Linked DNA regions of Oryzias latipes: region 2 is linked to region 1. A link is a contact called in public Hi-C data. All regions are on one chromosome and are shown on one strand. The core of a region is the stretch at or near the end of the contact, and the rest is flanking DNA. Distances in the headings are between cores, read along the strand shown.

The links. A called contact is a pair of places that touch in the nucleus more often than the background predicts.
Region 2: a Hi-C map of embryo shows a contact between it and region 1, with 1.5 times the contacts expected there. The contact joins the promoter of ptpn3 here to the enhancer-like site in region 1. A contact is called at or near these places in 2 of 5 Hi-C or Micro-C datasets (embryo and fibroblasts).

The regions. Positions count from the first base shown.
Region 1 is chr16:17,783,813-17,788,788 of ASM223467v1, forward strand. esrp1 (epithelial splicing regulatory protein 1) reads left to right here. Exons shown (of 16, transcript XM_023963997.1): 13 at 766-940; 14 at 1,717-1,858; 15 at 2,312-2,432; 16 at 3,772-4,910. The coding sequence ends at 2,413. Among protein-coding and RNA genes, the nearest start is that of esrp1, 8.6 kb to the left of the region's middle. Within about 2 kb of position 2,324, at least 2 of the 8 cell types and tissues checked have an H3K27ac peak or open chromatin away from gene starts, as enhancers often do. A contact at or near this core is called in embryo, where this site is marked.
Region 2 is chr16:17,821,572-17,826,296 of ASM223467v1, forward strand. It overlaps ptpn3 (tyrosine-protein phosphatase non-receptor type 3), which reads right to left and starts at 1,296. Exons shown (of 26, transcript XM_023964169.1): 1 at 1,165-1,296; 2 at 435-493.

The sequences.
Region 1 (4,976 bases), core at 1,074-3,573:
ATTTGTGCACAATGGAACAACAGTGCTTACAAATCTCTAATCTTTTCAGATCAATCTCAGTAGTTATGGGGTTTAAGCTCAATAGTCTAGTGCAGCTCAGGTCTGTGCACCTTCTGTGCTTCACCAATCAGGAGCTTGCAAAAGCTGGGCAGTGCGTGGTGTGTAAATGTGTGCTATTCCTGTGTGTCCGTAGCTCTTCATCGTTACAAAATATGCTCTATTGGTGTTTAGCTGAAAATGCAGTGTACTTATTTAGAATGCTAAACTAAAATCACTTTCTTTCTTAAATGACTGGCTGTTGTCCAAAAGAAATTTAGAAATTGATTTTACAAAATTATAACATCAACGAAAAAGGAAGTACAAGTACACCTGAATTAAGTTGTTTTTCTGTAAAAAAAAAAAAAAATACTTGGAGAGCATTTAAAAAGTTTTTACTTCTGGGAATGCAATTTGTAGTTCCCATCTTTTGCCTCTATACTTTTCCAAAGAATTTACAGGAAAATATGAAAAGTCATTCTGCTAATTTTGAGAAAATTGAAAGTAGTACATATTTGACAGAAAAGTTCTATCATCTTGGAACCAACCTGGGAAAAATTGCAAAGACAATACATTCCAAACTAATTACTATGGGTGCAAATCCTCACCTGTACCAGATAAGGAGGTTTAAATCTGTTGTTACAAGTTTCTTTGTGCTGATAATCAAACAAATATCCAACCTAACCGTCAAGACTATGAAAAGGTTTGTCTCTTTTCTCACTCTTTCAGGTTTATCTCCTCCATCCTACTCCTTCACCCCTGTTCCACCTGTCTTGCCAGAGGCTGCTGCTCTTTACCCTCCTATTGGCCAGGTGTTGCTCACACCCCGCCCGCTCCCACCTGGACATGCCTACTACCCTTCGTCAGCTCAGCTGTACATGAACTACACAGCATACTACCCCAGGTAAACAGGGGGCAAATACCTGTGCCGATACTTTGGGAAGTTCAAGGACAAGTTTTCATGTTTAACCTGCAAATCTTTTTACTTTGGTTTGAGATTCCCTTCTTAGTTTTGCTTTTCCTGCAACTGTTTCCCTTCCTTTAAGCCAGGAAATTGGGAATTTGGAATCAGAGTGTGTGTTCCTTAGCAAACAGTTAAAATCAGAAGCAAAAATTGCAGTATTTTTTATTTAGGAAGTGATTTATTCAATCCTTTGCCCGCACAGATTCTTTCACCATACATGTTTGAACAATTAACAAATACTAAAAAAAAACACTCACTGTTCCATGCTTGTGTTCCCTGCAGTAATCACAAAATCCTCATTTGTTTTGCAATGACTTTCTATTTTGGTAAAAGAAAGCAAATGGTTTTTTTTGGGGCTTCTATTAATAAGTTTCCTAAAAATAAAGTTGTTCATAGTAGAAACAAAATAGACTTTGCATTCTGTTGAAGTGTATCTTACCAAGAAGAAAGCCTGCAACAAGATTAGTTAATAACTAAAGATTGTGTTATCAGAGGACTTGGTAAACATCAAATGACCTCTGTTTCTCTTTAGTAGGTCAAATGCCCTCTGCTGCTGTTTAGTAGGTCATTGAAATACATTTAGAGAAAACACCCAGAGCTGCTTGGGTTCTTTTTTTCCCCTTTATGTCCTTTGTTTATTGAAATGTGCAACTTTTTAAAACTTTCCTGGATAAATAGTCTTTGCCTTCTGCTTTTCAATATTTTTTTTTTTCCAGTCCGCCTGGCTCACCTACAACTTTAGGTTTCTTCCCTGCCCCCTCTTCTCTCTCTTCCACGGGAGGGTTGGTAAGAATGCCCGGCCTTCCCTATAATGGAAATGGAGTCAAAGACCTCATTAACGCGGTCCAAGGATACCAGGTAAGACAGTTCACTAACTTTAAAGTAGCACCTAAACTCACAAATGCTTTGTACTTTCACATATCTTTCTGTTCAACTTTAGTTTTCTGTTCAGACCTTTTTTTTCTGTTATGGGTGTGTATTGTTAGGTATTCATAATGGCTGCCCAGAGGCTATCAAACTAGTTTATCTTGTCCTCTCTCCCAGTCCTGTCACACAACTGCTGCTTGCTTCAACTTGAACTGCAGGAACTCTGTTTCCACTATTCAAATCTGGAAGACAGAACACTCTGGAGAAAAAAAAAAACCTGTTCATTCTGCTTTTACCACATTAGGAAAAACTCACACCAGGCCTTGCTTATTACTTCTGCTTACTCTGATTTTCTTGCTACCTTGTCACTGTTAGGACTTCATCTAAGGACTTAATTTGTCTCAGCCTAGTGACTGTCATTCCTCCCCCTCCCTCACACCACAGTACGCTCCTGAGGATGCACTCATGCACGCCCATGGGCCCGTGCACTCTCACGACCCAGCCAGGACTTTTGTCACGCAGCCCAAAGAATGGGTGTGCATTTGAGATGTCAGGCAGGTGGCAGGTAAGGATTGGCTGAGAATCCAGGGGAGAGGGGATGCATTTTGGACAGAGGTTTTAGTTATTGCTTGACTGATTTCTGGCAGGGATGACCTTCCTTTTCTTCATCTTCACTTACCGGTACCTCCAATATAGACAACATGTTAGGTTTTGGTTGACTTGTATGGTTTGTCTTAAACCATTTTAAGGAGTTTCTACTACGGTATTTCTAATACTGCTACAATGGGGAATTTTTGTTCTCTTAACCCTTGTGCTATCCTAGGCACTTTAACATTGGGAGTTGGGTCATCTAGACCCACTAGACAGCGCGCTGAACCTTTTTTCTTCAATGATTTGTGAACCTCACTGGTGTCCATGGATTACATGAAATCTTTCCACCTTTATCCACCTTTGTCATGGTAGGAATAACACGTCAAAGTAAGGGTGGGGTCATCTAAGATAGCACAAGGGTTAAAAAATCTCCAGTGGATGCACAACAGAGCTCAATAACAGTTCACTAAACCCCCTCCAGAAATGCACTTATTGTCCATTTGTACAAATATGGTAGCACTATCAAGCTTAAATATAATTTCATAAAGAAGAACAACAACTATAAAGACACAAGGTACACAGAATGAAATGGTTACAAGTTATTTTTGGCAAACAGACCCATAGCAGTAACTAGCTCATTTTTAAGAGATAACCATTAGCTGAAGCAACATTTACTTTTTGAATCCACATGACAACTAGTTTAGTCTAGCTGAGCAATAAGCAAAAACTAGCCAACAAATCCTTAGCAACCAAAAAAAAAAAAAAGATTTGTGACTGAACCGCTATCGTAAATGGCTGATTGAGGACCTTTAAGCGGCTTGGGGGGGATTCACCCTACATTACTGTCTCATTAAAAGCACTTTCAAAGAAAAACGACAATTAGAATCTGACTTTGTCTCGAATAAAAGCGCAGCGTGGAATGTGAAATGCACTCTTACTAAAATTACTCTTGAGAGCTTAGAATGACAAATGCATTTGAGCTTTAGTGGTCATTTCAGCATTGATGTTTTGGGAAAAAGTGAATTTACTGCATGATTGGTGAGACACAAATCCTGACATGGAATGATTTTATGTCAGTTAATAGTCCCATGTCTGCTGGAATGTAGTTGCACACTAGAGTGCTACAAAACTAAAAGAGAGGGGGTGAAGCCAACTTTCACTTGTTGGGGTTAATTTGTACAAAAGATGGATGGTAAAAAGTTTAGGTGACACACGGGATGAGGTGATGGGCAAAGTTTGGAATGGGTGGAAGTTTTTATCGTTACCTTTGCTTTGACGCTCTGGTCTGTCTCTTCCTGATCCCCTCCCACCAGGTTCCTGCAGAGTCCGTTTCTCTCCTGAGCAGCAGCCCGATTGGTCACTCCAGCGGAACAGACACCCCTTTCATGTCCATCCCCACTTTCATAACCAAACTGGGGGGCCAGTATTTGGATCTTACCCTGCTGTAGGGTCACACAAATACAAATTGTCATGTGACAATTTGCTGTGTCAAAGACATTTGTTGTAATATTCTTTTAGATTTGTTATTTATATCTTTAGATAATAAAAATAGATGTATTTTATACCAAATTCACTGTGGCCTTAGCCTAAATAATAGCAATTATTATCCTATATTGCACAATCTTTATTGTAAAAGCTTTATAGATCATTTTTTACAGCAGTTATGTTACTGTAATCATGTTTGTTAGTTAAAGTAGAGAAAAATGATTTGGTACCAACTGAGCTAAATCTTTTCTTTAAGCTTTTCTGTGAAGAGTGAAAATGTAAGTGTGACAAAGGTAAGAATGAGTTGTTTTACTACGATTCAGATGCAGTAAACTGTGTGTTTGATGTACACTTGACAAAGCACAGTTGTTGTACTGAAAGCTTTAGTGCATGAAGAAGTTTAGTAGAAAACTTTAAGATGTTTACATGATGCCAAATATAAATGCACTGCTTAACAGTCATACTGGAAAACAAACAAACAAAAAATAGCAGTATCTTTGAATGATAGCATTTGTTACTTAGAGTTAGATTTTTACATCATTTACAAAACTGTGACATCTCATGCTTCATTAACTTGAGCCTGTTTTCCGTCTTTGGTTAAGCTTCCCTGTTGTGTCCTGACGATGAGTTTTGTTTCAGCTTGGGAAGAAAACAGACTTCTTGGTAACCTATCTGCAGAATTCTTCCAGAGATCTTGAGTAACAAGTTTGATTAAAAAACTTTTTATTTTGAATTGTTTTTTAGATTTACCTTTTTTTATAGATAATGACAAAGAAAACACCGGAGATGTGTTTGGCCTGTTTTTGATCTTTGCAAAAGTTGAAAAGAAAACGCTGTTATTGTCATTTGTACCTTGCAAAAATGATGTATGTACTCTGAACATCTAGAGTTGCTGTTCTATTATGAAGTGGACACTAAGAAAAAAATCTACTCTAATAAACATTACATGCTAAGCTGTGAAGCCTCCATATATTTGACTTTGGTTTTGTTTGCTGAGCATTTTTTCTGTTGCGCCCGGTGTTCCTGGGGAAGG
Region 2 (4,725 bases), core at 46-2,545, 37 kb after region 1:
CAGATGTTTCTAGGCTGCTGTCTTCCAATGAAAGTACCTCCCACAGGATGAAAATGTGTGGTGAGTAATTCATGTGCTGGATGGAGCACAGGCCCGCAGTGAGTAATACACTATGAATGCGAAGGAGTGACGTGCTCGAGTGTGTGCGTGTGTTTGTGTAATCTCTTATTATATGGCTTGGGTCTGAACATGTCCATTCCCTCTCACTCCTGCATCTCTGCCTTTTTGCTGGCAGCTGAATGATAAGAATGTTAAACATTTTCAGAGTCAGAGCCCGCCCTGGCCCCTACCTAGTGCACAAAAGCTGATATCAGACCGGCAGCCTGGAGCAAGCCCATGCACACAAACACACTCTCAAACGCATGTGTGCCATGCCCAATCAGAGAATATGCATGCAGGTGAGCATCTACACGCATGGATGCCAGCACGCTTACATGTGTCCTGTCTTGGTTTTCCAGGCGAGCAGATCTGGCCAGCCCGTCCGGCGCAGTTCCTGAAAGGTCACACAATGTTTGAGTTAATGTTTGAACGCAGAAACACACTCTGAATATATTAGTAGGAAAGCTGGCCCCAGCTGCATGGCCAGTTTTCCACAATAACCCCTCTCTCAGGGCTGGATCTGCAGGGAATTTACAAATAAATGCCCAGAAAAGGTAAATCCATCATCAAGTCATTTGGGGATACATTTGAATAAGGTTTAGATATTTAATTCAAAAGTTATATCAAATTGTACTGAGATGATCAACTTTTAGAATTCAAAAACGTATCAAATAACCATTTATAACAAAGAAAGTATTGAGAACATTTGCTAGTACCCGTTCAAACTTGAACGTCTCATGTAGTTCTCCTCGGTATGAGACATTTCACTGTCTAAACAAACCATAAGTCAAATTATTAGGCCCGTTTCTCGACATCCCAGACTGTGACTTAGAAAGTCTGCCGTTAACCTCTTTGCACTTTGAGCCACGGCGCAAGCGAGGGAACCTGTTGACAGCCTCAAATGTTCTAAAAGCTACACCCAAAAAAGGAGGAACACGCCACGGCTCTACTCGTAACATAACAGTTTTGCCAAGTTCCAGTTTTCTGGGGAGGAAAAACAGTTTCAAACGAGGAGAAAAAGTCTTACTACCTCCGTCCCTCCCGCTTCGAAGACAAGTCATATACCTGAATATTTCCGGCGTGAAAACGTCGGGTCGGGCGCGTCGCAAAAAGCCAGGTATAGCTAGGTAAATATCCGGGACAAGTTTCCCATCCCTGTCTGCGCTGACGGCGCAGGGCCCCGCCCCTTTGCCGTGCGCGCTCCCGACAGAAAGTTAAAGCGCGGGAGCGAGCTTGTAAAAAGTTGAGGAAGGACGTAAACAAACAGTATTTCCTTTTTAAAAGATATTTTATAGTACTTTTAGAAATTAAAAGACAAATAAATAATTGTTTAAAAACTGTAAAATACTATGTGTGATTAAAAATGAATAAACAATGTGAATTTTTATTAACTATATTATTGGTCATATAATCAAATGTTTACATCTGTTTTGTTTAAACACATGAATTTTATTTGTTTAAGGGGACAAAAACTGTTTACTAAAAAAAAACATTTGTTTAAGTAAAATATCTTGTTAACTAATACAAGTTTATTTGAAAAGAATATCTAATGATTTATAACGTTAATTTTTCTTTATGTAATAGAGTTGGAACAGTCCGTATATTCTCCAAAAGTAAGAGACGTGAATTATATTCAGGCCTCCTTTATTTAATAAACACATTTAATTTTTTATAAATTAATATTTTTCTGAAATAAATTTGTGTTATTAAATGTTATTTTTTATTAAATAACACCCATTCATTAAAATTGAACCACTCAGTTATTCAAACAGAAACAAATTGAACCTTTCTGCTATAGGGCTATTCTTTTTTTGTTTGGATGCTATGTTAATCATTGGGTTGAGATACTAGTTCTTGACAGTTGTTTTAGGACTGTTATTAGACAATTTTGTCTGTTGGAAAGTTTGTGATCAAAATAAAACCCGTCGACCCACTGAGGGAAGAAAAAAAGCAATGTAATAATGAAAAAATAAATCTCTCTGCTTTGTTTCCCAATGTTTTCTGACTCGCTGTGGCCATCTACTGGACATAAGCAGTACTACTGTTGCGTTAACCATTTTTCACATCAACGACCGTTACGTTTGTTCAACATAATTTTTCGGCTGATAAAATAATTGCTTCTAATCACCAGATATATTGTTGAAGCACACTTATTAACTTATGAGGATTTGTTTTTTTTATTTGATTCTGATTTTTAATTCTGATTTTTAAAATAATCGTAAATAATACCTAAAAAGTAATTAACTGTACTGCTGTGCCTCTTTCAAAAAGTCTAAATACATTAACAGTAGCCATGATAAATTAATAGCTATGTGAAAGCAGCACTTTTAATCCTTTATTTGATTCATTTAGCATGAACCTTGGATAAAGCAGTTGTTACCATGACGACAATCCATATATGAGGTTTATTTTAGACTGATGAAACAACAATCAAAATCAACTTAGTGAGCAACAAAGTCATTTAGACAATCAGCTATTTAAAGAGAAATACGTTGCAACTTTACTTTTGGTTAGCACCCTCACCTCAGTGAGAAGGCCCTGGTTCAAATACCAGCTGGAGTTTACATGTTCTATCTTGCATTTGTGGGTTTTCTGCAGGCACTCTGGCTTCCCACAGTCCCAAAACACATTTCATAGGTAAATTGATGTCCCCAAATTGCCTCTAGGTGTGCATGTGAGTGTGTGGGCCTGCGACAGACCAGCTTCTTGTTCAGAACGCTGCCTTTGCCCAACAGTAGCTCAGTATACTCCAGCAACCCAGAGACCCCAAAATGGATTTAGCAGTTTCTGTAGATGGATGGATGGATGGATGGATGGATGGATGGATGGATGGATGGATGGATGGATGGATGGATGGATGGATGGATGGGTGGATGGGTGGATTGATGGATGGATGGGTGGATGGATGGATGGGTGGATGGATGGATGGATGGATGGATGGATGGATGGATGGATGGATGGATGGATGGATGGATGGATGGATGAATGGATGGAAAATATACCTGCCCAATGTCAGATGTCAACGTCCAATCCTCTTAAGTTATCTAAACAAAGGCAAGTGAAGTATTAAAAAAGTACTTATGTAAGATTATTCAAAGTGTTACTAGTGGTAAAATTACTCAAGTGTAGAGTGAAAGTATGAACGTTTCTGATTTGTACTGTTTTGAAATACCACTGGCAATTAAATCAACTGTATAATAGTACCATTTATTTTGTTTTTAGCGTACCTTTGAAAAAAAAAGGATGTGTAGAATAATAAAGCATTCCCAAAATTTGATTCTTCAATAACTGACCTGCAAATATTTTGGATTAGAAAGCATCAAGCCAAATTTAAATAAAGTCAATTTGAGATTACTTAATTTTTATGTATAACATCCTTGCAACTTCAAAATATTTTGGAGAGTATACATTTTTTGGTTTCTGACATGTTGGGATTCTGATCAGTGGAGCAAGAAACTCACATTGACCAATACCACTGCTGAGGGACGTTCAGCAGCAGAAGAAAATGCACTACCTGCAGGACAAGAGAATACTCTTGAGTGTTCTCATGTCTTGCCACATGCATCAAGTTCTCTCACAAATGACACATTTCTTTTTCCTTCGAATAAAGGTTCTTGTGCTAAAGCTATAAAGTAAATTCAATGAAAAGCCATGAAAGGTCTTAGTCACTTTCTGGGACAAGAGAAGGTAAGTGCTCTTGAACGCGTTGGGAAAACTGGAGCAATGGGAACAATTACAGAGCAATACTGAAAGCAGAGATTCCTGACTTACAGCACTAAGAATATGCAGGATTTGGCAGAAAATTCCAAATGACCAGATGTCATCTTTTTGACTACACCTCTCACACAGGTTTCTTTTAGTAATAATATTAAATAACAATAATAATAATGGATTTATCTGAGCCTTTCCAGACCCTTTTAGAGTTTATGCAGCTTTTGTAGAACACCAGGATTTGTAAATGCATATATAGTTCATGGTCAAATTGTTATAAGCATTTATGTAGTGTGAAGACTAAGATCTAAGGTTCATGCTGCGTGCCAGGTGGGAAGCAGATCACATCTAGGTTGTTCAAGTGGGGCATACTTTATAGACATAACCACGCTTACTTTAACCAAAATCTGCAACAGACTTCTATGAAGACACTCCGAGAGATCTTTGAGAGGCCCAGAAGAGAGATTTCCTCGCTCTGATCAAGTCAGAAAGTTGCACTGGGGAGTCTCATGCCACATCTGGCACAGGGCCATTCCACATCATGACAGTAAAGTGATGAACTTCCTCAAGGCTAATAACCCTTCTCCCATCCAACACTTACCCCAGCACTAATAAATGCAGTGACATCAACTTACAGAGCTCCAACATCTCAGTTCAATAAGTGAACCACGAGACTTGAAGTTGCCAGTGACCTGGATCAGCATTGATGTTTCCCTGCTCATTGTGTGACAATTAATCTCATCATGTGCTGTGATCATCCTTCCTCCTGGCTGCTCTTTTTAATAGTCTTAACTGTGTTTTGTGAGTGAAAGAAGTCAAGGAGAAACTGAAGTCCCCCTGATTTGGAAGCTGATGCGCCATAACATTTAAATGTGAGAATAAAGCCAGTTGAGAGTGGCTCGATTGGGTAAACTT